Regions from separate parts of the Mus musculus genome. Here region 2 is linked to region 1. The links are chromatin contacts, called in public HiChIP or PLAC-seq maps. All regions are on one chromosome and are shown on one strand. The core of a region is the stretch at or near the end of the contact, and the rest is flanking DNA. Distances in the headings are between cores, read along the strand shown.

The links. HiChIP or PLAC-seq counts read pairs in DNA pulled down with a chosen protein or histone mark.
Region 2: a contact with region 1 is called in a BATF HiChIP or PLAC-seq map of CD8 T cells, with 5 read pairs. The contact joins two enhancer-like sites. A contact is called at or near these places in 3 of 39 promoter capture datasets (the 3T3-L1 cell line, hippocampal neurons and stem cell-derived epiblast-like cells), 1 of 15 datasets of contacts at CTCF or cohesin (the G1E-ER4 cell line), 3 of 484 Hi-C or Micro-C datasets (cortical neurons, embryonic fibroblasts and stem cell-derived neural progenitor cells) and 3 of 115 datasets of contacts at active chromatin or transcription factors (CD8 T cells, embryonic stem cells and vascular smooth muscle cells).

Annotation. Positions count from the first base shown.
Region 1 is chrX:142,421,164-142,426,288 of GRCm38.p6, reverse strand. It overlaps the pseudogene Gm15031. Among named protein-coding and RNA genes, the nearest start is that of Acsl4, 33 kb to the right of the region's middle. Within about 2 kb of position 2,233, at least 14 of the 459 cell types and tissues checked have an H3K27ac peak or open chromatin away from gene starts, as enhancers often do. A contact at or near this core is called in CD8 T cells, where this site is marked.
Region 2 is chrX:142,497,816-142,503,474 of GRCm38.p6, reverse strand. No RefSeq gene overlaps it. Among named protein-coding and RNA genes, the nearest start is that of Gm25915, 15 kb to the right of the region's middle. Within about 2 kb of position 3,609, at least 5 of the 459 cell types and tissues checked have an H3K27ac peak or open chromatin away from gene starts, as enhancers often do. A contact at or near this core is called in CD8 T cells, where this site is marked.

The DNA.
Region 1 (5,125 bases), core at 984-3,483:
GAGATGCTGACTTGCATAGGAGACAGTGGGTTTTTAGACACTGCCAAAAGAATCTTGACTAACCAAGGAGAACAAAGAATTCCAGATTTCTAGATTCCATAAATGGAGAAATACTCCATGAGTCAGGAAACTTCTTTTATGACAAAGCCTGAGGCCTAATTCTCAGTTATTTCCAATTTCATCTATACTTTTTTTTCCTACTATGTACAGTTGAATTACATGATGTGCTCATTTGTGCTCTCCAGCCTCCAAATCAAATGTCTCAGCTGCTCACACTTGACCTCTGCTGTGGGATGCCGCCAAGCACCCTCAGAGGCAAATAGCTTCCTTCCCTGTCTCAGAGGCCTGTTCTAGCATTCATTCTGTACAGTTGTACTTAGGGATCCTTATATATCTACCTCTTCTTCTCCCTTGCCCCAAACTGTGGTTTGTTAAAGCCTTTTACTTGCTAAAAATAATTAGAATCCATTTCTTTCTGTCTGTCTCCATAGACACCACTGGACCATCACCTGTCACCTAGACTACTGCAGCACTCCATAATCCTCTCATATCTATGTCCACCCCCTTTCCATTTGTTCTCATTGGGATGAATGCTAGAGTATCCTCATGTTAAAACTGACATAGCTTCCTTTTACCATGCTCAGACCATAGACACAAAACTCTTTAAAAAAAAATACAAATGCTTTATTTAACAATTGCAGGTCATTCCATGGGCCAAGTAAGTAGTGGATATCCAGGGCCCAGCCGCAAGGTCAGCGCAACCACCGAGCTTCTCTTTCTGACTTCCATAGGGTGAGCACATCACCCTCTCGAAAGGGGCCTTTGACGGTTTGGATGATAGAGCTGCTGGTGTCATCCATAAATCTCACTGGCACCTGCGTGCCCTGTCCCTGCGAACCTGTCCTGCCCAGCACTGTGGTTACCCTAGCCAGCTTGATGAACTGCACGTGACTTGTGTCCACGATGGCAGCCATGTATTGGAGAGGCAACACAATTTTTTTTAAAGCTTAACTTTAACATTTTATTTTATGTAAAAAAGGGCAAATTTAGTGAATTATTTTCATCTTGTACACAAAATTATAATTTTAATGCCTTTCACATCCAAGCTGGGAATTTGCATTTTGGTAAAAATGAAAGGAACATAAATTTCTCTGAAAAATGTATGTGGCTTATCAGGCCCTTCATGATCTGACATATGCTTGTTTTTCAGCCTCATCTTGAGCTCCTTTAATCTCCACACTATATTTAATTAATAACAAACCAAAACTAGAGTCGCATTACATATTCGTAGCCAGCCTTACAGTTATAACATCCCCGTCTCAATCTTCTGAGAGGACAGGTATGGGCCATCCCAGCCACTTGATGTTTGCATTTGTAACCATTTTGCTCCCTTTGGATGTAGACCTTTTGTGTATTTGGATGTCCCTATTAGAGTTGACTGCTTGTTTTGTTTATTTCCCAGCTCTATCTTAATTATCTTCCAGATTCAAGTTTAAGAAACTTAAATAAGATAGTTAAGATAGCATCCCTTGGTTCCCTGACTAGGCCAGTTGGCCTGTTATAAGGTGTCACTGAACTGTGTGGTATGGCTACTTGATAACTTTTTTTTTTATTACTATTCAACAGGATTTATAAGTTGGGTGGTGGTGGCACCCAACTTTAATCCCGAAATTTAGGAGGCAGAAGCAGATTGATCCCTGTGTGTTTGAGGCCATCCTGGTCTACAGAGTGTGTTCCCGGACAGCCAGGGCTACACCGAAAAACACTGTCTCTGGAAAACAACAGCAACAATAGCAACATCAAAAGCAGCAGCAACAACAAAACAAAACAAAGGAATATATAGATCAATATCAGGGAGTGGCAGTCAGGTGAAAAGAGCCATAGCCCTTGCCTTCCTTGTCAAAGGCAACATCACTAACCCTTTAGCAAAGTTTTTTCCCCATTCTCTTTTGTCCACCCTCTATCTACATTTCTTTTCTTCTCTTTCCTTCCATTTACCTTCCATGTTTTCTGTTATGCCACTGTAGTTTCTGAAACAGTGTTATGCTGAGAACTGCAGGAAGGGCTGGAATTCACTACATAGCCCAGGCTGGCCTTAACCTTCTGAGATCCTGAAGAACAACAAATGATGATGCTAAGTGCTATAGTAATAAAAGCAAGGATGTCACTGCAGAGTCTGCCTTTACCTTCCAGGAGCTGAGATTATAGTCATACCCCAGCCCCAGCCGTTCTTTCTATGAGACTATGTGGATCCTGCCTCTAAAAACAGTCAAACCACTTCCTGCTCTGTCAAGTCACACAGTAAAGGAGTTTGTCTGGCTAAAAATAATAGCCCTTCCAAAGTGCCTACAAACTAAGGGACCTCAGCTTTGGACACCCAACCTTTCTTCAGAAAGGGGTAGATGACCCCAAAGGCTGGTATTCTCTGTCTTCATATGTTACTATATGACTCCACTCACTAGATGCAAGTTTCTTGAGGTCAAGATTTCACCATGGGTTTCCAGTACTTACCACAAAGTACATAGCATTTTTCTAATAAACACTTAGGGAATGAATGACTGGATATGTTCCAGTAAAATGGATTAGTACCTTTTTTTCACGGATACTAAGCAGTAGATGTTTTCAGCTTTTTAATCCTTCCATAAGCCGTTCAGACTGAATTGCATATCCATGCCCAAGTTCAGATAGCTTCCTAGGTTTTATAATGGTATCTCCTACGACTGAAACAGAATGCTCCTGCCAATTTAAATACCAGTGTAATGAGAAGAATAAACACAGTTGTTTAACTGGAATTTCTAATGTAAATAATTGAAAATATTGTCATCTAATTGTGCCATTGGACTAATTAGTTTTAACTTTTTCCCTTCTTATAGATAGATAATAGACTTTTAACAAACAGAAAATACTGAGTTCTTACATGCACCCTGACCCTGAATGTGCACAGTCCTCACCACTAACACCATGCTCCAAACTAGAGCTTTGTGACAACTGCTGAATCTACACTGATGTATCATTATAGCCCAAAGCCAACTGTTGACTTTAGGGCAAATTTATATTGTTGAACAGACTCCCTACACAAAGGATACTGCAAGTTTTTATTGCAAATGGAGTCATAGCTAGTGAATTACTTTCTCTGTACCCATTGATGACTGATATGACTAACTCATTTTCCTCTCTTTTTAAGCTTGTTGCGGGAATGTATTACATTCATGGATTTTCTAATAGCAAACCAGGCTTATAGTTCTAGTATAGATCCACTGGCTATGGTGTATAATTTTTTATACTATTTGCTAATATTTTATTGAAGAGTTTTATATCTATGTCCATATGAGATATTGGTCTATAGTTTTATTTTCAGTTGATGTCTGTCTGATTTGAATATTGGGATAAAGCTGACCTGTGACAGAGAGTAGAGAAAATTATTTTAATTTCTTCCTTAATTACTTGGTCCAGTTTATAAGTGAACCCATTTGACCGTGCTGCTATCTTGGAAAAGTATTGATTACTTATTCAATTTTAGTAAGTTTTAAAATTGTCTATTTCTATTTGATTGTATGTTTCTTCTTATGCATTTTGGCAGATTATAGGTAGGAATTGGTCAACTCTTTTTAAGATATCACAGTTTTTGTAGTACTCCATCACTGTCGTTTTGATGTCCACAGACTCTGCAGTGACATCCTTGCTTTTATTACTATAGCACTTAGCATCATCATTTGTTGTTCTTCAGGCAGTGTATCAAGAGACATATCTAACATAAATACCAAAGATCTAGTTTTTGTTCTTTTTGATTTATCAGTTTTCCGGTTCAAATTTTCATTAATTAATGCTTATTATTTTATTTCTTCAACTCTCTTTGAAGTCAATTCTATTTCCTGTTTTTGAGTTTCCCAAGGTGAAATGTTAAATTATTGTTTTAAAATCATTATTATTCTCAAATATACACATGTATTGCTAAAATTGCCCTGTGAGGAACAAAGACTTTTTTTTTAACTCCATCTCACAACTTAATTTTCATTTACATTTTCATTTACTTCAAAGTACTCATAAAATTCTCTTCAGGTTTCCTCTGTACTCTATATATTGTTAGAAATCTGTTGTTTAATCTATGGATGTTTTGGACTTTCTGACATTCACTCAATTTCACTGGGGTCTGAGTGCATTCATTTTCTTATTTCTATTGTTTTAATCTGTTCACATGTATTTAATGGCTCAGAATGTGATCTGTTGTTTCAACTGAAGATTTTAAAGATGTTCAACTGGAGATTTTAAAGATGCTAAACTCATTTTTTGGTAAAAAGTATATGGTCTAATATTGTTGGGTGAGATAATTTATAGGCATCATTTTTTGGAGATAGTCTTACTGTGAACCCCAGAATTAAGCTTGGGATTTTCCTGCTTCTGCCTTCTAAGTGCTGGGATGACAAGCTTTTGTCACTGTGCCTGCCTTGTAGATATCAATTATAGCCAACTGATTGATGATGGTACAGAATTTAACCATATATTACTGATTTTGCATGTTGGATATGGCTATTTAAGATGGAGAAGTCAAGTCTCTATATCTCTTATAGTCTTAATGGATTTACTTATTTATCTATTATTTACTTATTATGAGGTTCATAGTGGCTTTATTATTTTCTTTTCTTTATTTTTCTCCTTTTTTCAATAGTTTATTTTTTATTCACTTTACATCTCAATTGCAGCATCTCCCTCCTTTCCTCTCAGCCCTGCCCTTCCACATAAATTACAACTCCAGTGCTGTTTCCTCTCCCTCTGTTCCCCTTCCAGTCTCCCTCATCCACTCCTCTGTTTCTCCTCGGAAAAGACAAGGCCTCCCATGAATATCAGCCAAACATGGTAGCTCAAGTTTCACTAAGACTGGGGACCCCACCAATACCATATTGGGGCAGGACAAAACAACCTATTAGGAGGAAAAGGGTCCCAAAAGCAGGCAAAAGAGTCAGAGACACACCCACTTCCACTATTTGGAGTCCCACAAAAAGCTCAAGCTATACAATTTACCAATATATTGTATGTTACAGGCACAATGCACATTAAGGATTGATATATAGTCATGAAGAATTAATTCTTATTATTTTGAATTCTTATTATTTTGTAATGCCTTTTT
Region 2 (5,659 bases), core at 2,360-4,859, 76 kb before region 1:
CCAATACCGGATCCTGACTCCTTCTCCCCTTCCCATCCCCTCTCTCACCCAGGTCCTTCCCTCCCTCTGCCCCACTGTGATTATTTTGTTTTTAGATCCCCTTCTAAGTGGGATTGAAGCATCTTCACTTGGCCCTTCCTTCTTGTTTTTATGGTCTGTGAATTGTGTCCTGGGTATTCTGTACTTTTTTGGCTAATATACACTTATCAGTGAGTGCATACTGTGTGTGTCCTTTTGGGTCTGGGTTACCTCACTCAGGATGATATTTCCTAGTTCCATCCATTTGTCTGCAAAATTCATGATTCCTTTTTTTAAAATAGCTGAACAGTATTCAATTGTGTAAATGAACCACATTTTCTGTATCCATTCTTCCCTTGAGGGACATCTGGGTTGTTTCCATCTTATAGCTATTATGAATAAGGCTGCTATGAACATTGTGGAGCATGTGTCCTTGTGGTATGGTGAAGCATCTTGGTCTTCAGGTAGAACTATTTCCAATTTTCTGAGGAACCGCCAGATTGATTTCCAGAGTGGTTGCACCAGTTTGCAATCCCACAAGCAATGGAGGAGTGTTTCTCTTTCTCCACATCCTTGCCAGCATGTGCTCCCACAATAATAGTGGGAAACTTGAACACCTCACTCTCAACAGCAGACAGATCATGGAAACAGAAACTAAACAGAGACAGAGTGAAACTAACAGAAGTTATGAACCAGATGGATTTAACATCTATCTACAGAACATTTCATCCTAAAACAAAAGAATATACCTTATTTTCAGCACCACATGGTGCCTTCTCCAAAACTGACCATATAATTGGGCACAAAACAAACCTCAACAGATAAAAGAAGTTTGAATTGATCCCGTGCATCCTATCAGACCACCATGGACTAAGGCTTGACCTCAAAAACAACAAAAACAACAGAAAGCCCACATACTCATGGAAACTGAACAACTCTCTACTCAGTGATAACTTAGTAAGGGAAGAAATAAATAAAGACTTTCTAGAATTCAATGATCATGAAGACACATCATACCCAAACTTACGGGACACAATGAAAGCAGCGTTAAGAGGAAAATTCATAGCACTAAGTGCCTTCATAAAGAAATTGGAGAGATCTCATAGAAGCAACTTAACTGCACACCTGAAAGCTCTAGAACAACAACAACAACAAAAACCAAACCAAAACCCAAACAACAACAACAAAAAGCAAACACATTCAGCAGGAGTAGAAGGCAGGGAATAATCAAATTCAGGGATGAAATCAACCAAGTGGAAACAAAGAGAGCTATACAAAGAATCAACAAAGCCAGGAGCTAGTTCTTTGAGAAAATCAACAAGATAGATAAACCCTTAGCCAGACTAACTGAAGAGTACAGGGACAGTATCCAAATTAACAAAATCAGGAACGAAAAGGAGACCTAACATCAGAGAAACTGGGGAAATTGAAAAAAATTATAATATCGTTTTTTTTTTTTTAATTAGAGAATCCTATGTTTATATCTAGACAACCAATCTAACACAGCCACTGTTTTCTCTCTGGGCTTTGACAATTCCCTGCTCCCCGCCAAACAGCTCCTGTTTCCAGATTCCTGCCCTGTTTGAGTTCTTTCGTTTGTTTGTTTTTTTTTTTTTTTTTTTTTTTTTTGTTGTTGGTTTTCAACACAGGGTTTCTCTGTGTAGCCCTGGCTATCCTGGAACTCACTCTGTAGACCAGGCTGGCCTTGAACTCAGAAATCTGCCTGTCTCTGCTTCCCAAGTGCAGGGATTAAAGGCGTGCGCCACCACTGCCTGGCTCCTGTTTGAGTTCTTGCCTTACCTTCTTTTGTTGTAAAGTTGTGATATGGAAGTGAAATAAACCTGTTCTTCCCCAAGATGCTTTGTTTATGGTATTTCATCACAGCCATAGTAACACTAAGACAGACTGAAGGTGGACCATATCTCAGGTAATTTGAGGGTTCCATTTATTTTCCTGTAGGCATTTTTTCAGAGCCATACAGCTGCCTGTCTCTACCCCACGACACAATTGTTTTCCTGGCCTTTCCTTTCACCTACATCCTGGGAATTTTCTTTGGTCCAGCTATGACGATGCAATATTCTGGAAATATCTCTTAAAGTCTAAGAGACTGGAATTTTTGCTGGACCTCATGACCAGAGTTAATAATATACCTTGAGGTCACTGAAGGCTTAAAACTGCTACCCTATTGTGTACTCAGAACTCAAGAGAACAATGTTGCAACCAACCTTACTTACCTTGGATTTCCTTTGTAAGCAACTTTTACAACCTAAGTTAATGCATAGCTACAGCCTTAAAATATGCTGTTTTCCATGCCCCTGACTCAGAACAATGCTTGTATAAAGCATTTGCTGAAAGCAGCAAATGCAGAGAGTGAAAACAACCTTCTACAATCTACCCTAAATATTGGAAGCATTCATTTGTGGATATTGGCTGATAAACCTTGATGTTTGTAGTACTGTTTGTTATGTGGGTCAGCTTGAATCAGTTGAAACCAGGGGCTTAATTAATCCCTTGTTTAATATATATATATATATATATATATATATATATATATATATATATATATAACAACAGTAACAACATTTGTTAAAGATTTCTGTAAAGTATACTATTCCTTTCCTATGTGATGTTCTTTGTGTTGTTCAATAAATACAGAGTGAAACCCTTTGTGAGGGGCACATACACACAGTAACAGGTAGACAAACATATACAGACACACAGAAGACAGGGACAGACAGATTCATAACACAGCCTTTTTCAGGCAAACACACACAGAGTCACATTCTTGATACAGATAGAGAACAGAAAATTCGGGAATTAGGGAATTCAAATCTGATCTTGATCTTGGTTAAATGATAACAAAGGGAAATGTTAATTTCTTTTCTTAATGTGACACTAACTCAGGGTTAAGCACTAATGTGCATAATCCACAAATCCAGCCTCTTATGTTTGAACCTTTGTTTCTTCTGACCATTCCTTTGTCTAAGGGACCCAAAATTCCAGTGACTTCTGTGACATTCTGAAGCTCCATACTGATGTGCCTTCATGTGTCACACGGAGTTATTTCACCAAACACAAAGTATATATAAATATGTTCTTTACAGTGTTTTGTAACATGGTTAAAAAGCCTGGAGCACTCTATATGTCCAAAATAAAAGAAATTATAAATCCCATGGTATATTGCCACATTAAAATAGCAGGTAGGCATTATAAGCAGTCTAATGGCTCTGGTTACTGGAATCAGCCACGTCTCAAGAGCTACTTGACATTCCATTTCAACTCACCTGGCCTTACCTTCACTTCCACTCCAACCAGCCACCAAAAGTTGGATTAAAAAGAGCATAGGGCATGCCTATTGAGAATTGAAACGACGAGGAAGACAGAAGATCTTTATCCCCACCTCCCTTCTCTTTGATAAAGGAAAGCAATGATACCCCAGCAAATGTTTAACAATGCAACTGAAGTCTCTCCATAGTAAAATCATGTCCACAGTGGCTAATTTTGAATTACCAATATGACATTGCACTCGTGTATTTTCTGACAAGTTCACAACTTACTTTCATGAGTTGTGGTGAACTTACTTCAGCAGACCACAGGAAGGAGGTCCCAGAGTACTACAGTAGTTAGGCATGCACTCAGCCACTCTGCCTAAGCACTACAGGCCATAAGCAAGTTACTCTGCCACGCATGCTGTACTGCAGAACAGCTATTTACCACTTGGAGGGATGGCCAACCCTAGAATGAAGGGGATGACGGGATTGTCAGCTAACGAGGGAGCAAAAGTTTTCTTGAGTTTCTTATCTCCAAAAGATATGAAAGTCAGGATCTTGGTGGAGAGAGGGAGCTACAGGTTTTCCATTCCTACCCTAGCACATAGAAAACACACATTGTTTAGCCTCAGGAATCACACCTACATCGGAGGAATGCACACTAGAGAAATACAAGGGATGGCCAATGTCTAGGAGTTCCTCTGTAACTGGCTCCACTGCAGATTTGATAAGAAGTGGAAAGTGTTTACCGTGTTTGGCTCCTTTGTCTTTTGATTCCAAGGCCAGAAGGATAAGTGCCACCAAGTGTGAGATGCAAGGAGCACAGAGAGGAAATAGGGGGAGGAGGAAGAGGGGGAAGAGGAGGAGGAGGAGGAGGAGGAGGGTGGAGGAGGAGGAGAGTTATGAATCAAGCAGGAAATTAAAGTTGGAAAGCACTCACTGTTAAGTCTTATGAACCAGAACAGGGAATTAGACGTAATGGCCCACACCTGTAATTCCAGCATGTGTGTCATGAGGATTGCTGCGTCATGAGGATTGCTGTGAGGCCCCCTTCTGACTCAATTTTAGAGTCTGTTAACAAAAATACATAACAAAAGGAACAAAAGCAACAACCAAAACGGGCTTGTTTTAATAACCCCAAGTTACTACAGTATTATGAATCAGAGAGAGAGAGAGAGAGAGAGAGAGAGAGCATACTGGTCCACTCAGGTTGGCATCAGATTCCTGTAGTAAAGGAAATGGTGGTTTGTAGGCTCACCTTTCTGGGTAAGGAACTGCTACTATCACTCAAGAATTACTGCAGAGATGGTTAGCCCTGCATCTGGTTAGCAGGCACCTTGACTTCTGGAGAAGCCTGTTGCACTTCACTGTCAGCAGGATGGAAAAGTCTGAAACTTGGACCCAGTAGAGCACTTGATTTCCATAGCGTCCTTCCTCCCACTGAGCACTCACTGAGGGATGGGTTCTGATGGCACAGAGGCTGAGCCTCCATGATAGATCTCAGTCCTCTGTTTGCTTCTCCCACTCTCCAAAGTGTTCAGGGGACTCCCTCAGCTCGATAAGTAGTCACAGCATGGTATATAAACTGTGAAGAGGCTGGAGCACGGGAGGACCTGTTGGCCTATGAGGCTGGAAAGCTAAGTGTGGGTAGCAGAGGCTACTAGCATATAAAGAAAATGACGCTCTTAAAGGAGATAGGTGTGGTGAACACTTGACCCTTGATTAGTCCAGGCTCAGCACCAACATAAATGATAGACAATGCAAGAGAACTCTATTCCAACTGACCACTTTTTCTACCTATGAGACTCCAATATTGGAAGAGCCAGAAAGAATTCACAAACAAATGTTTTATATATATATATATATATATATATATATATATATATATATATATATCAGAGAGATTTGTAAGATGTGTTGAGCTCACTACTTCTGATTTCAGTTCCATTCAAAAACTTGGGATATAGACAGAATTCAGCAGGTTCTCTGACATAATATAACACATGTGGCCTCTAGCCTTGTTCCCAGTTCAGCCCTTTGAAATATCATGAGCACAGACATTATTGTCTCCATGTCTATTGGATGTTCCATCCACTAAGCTTTACCTACAGTATTCTTGGGCTCCTCCAGGCTGAAGCACTAAACTTTCCACATTCCTTTCATGACCTGATCCCAAAGACCTATTGACTGCAGCCTCAAGTTTACAACATTAATAATTCCCAGCCTGGTATCAATTTTCTGTATTTTCTCTTTTCTCATTGTTATGGCAAAATACCCGACAAAAGAAAACTTAAGAAGAGAGGAGCATATCTTGATTCATGCTTTGGAGGGGATAGAGCCCACCATGTTGGGAAAGGCATGACAGTGACAGC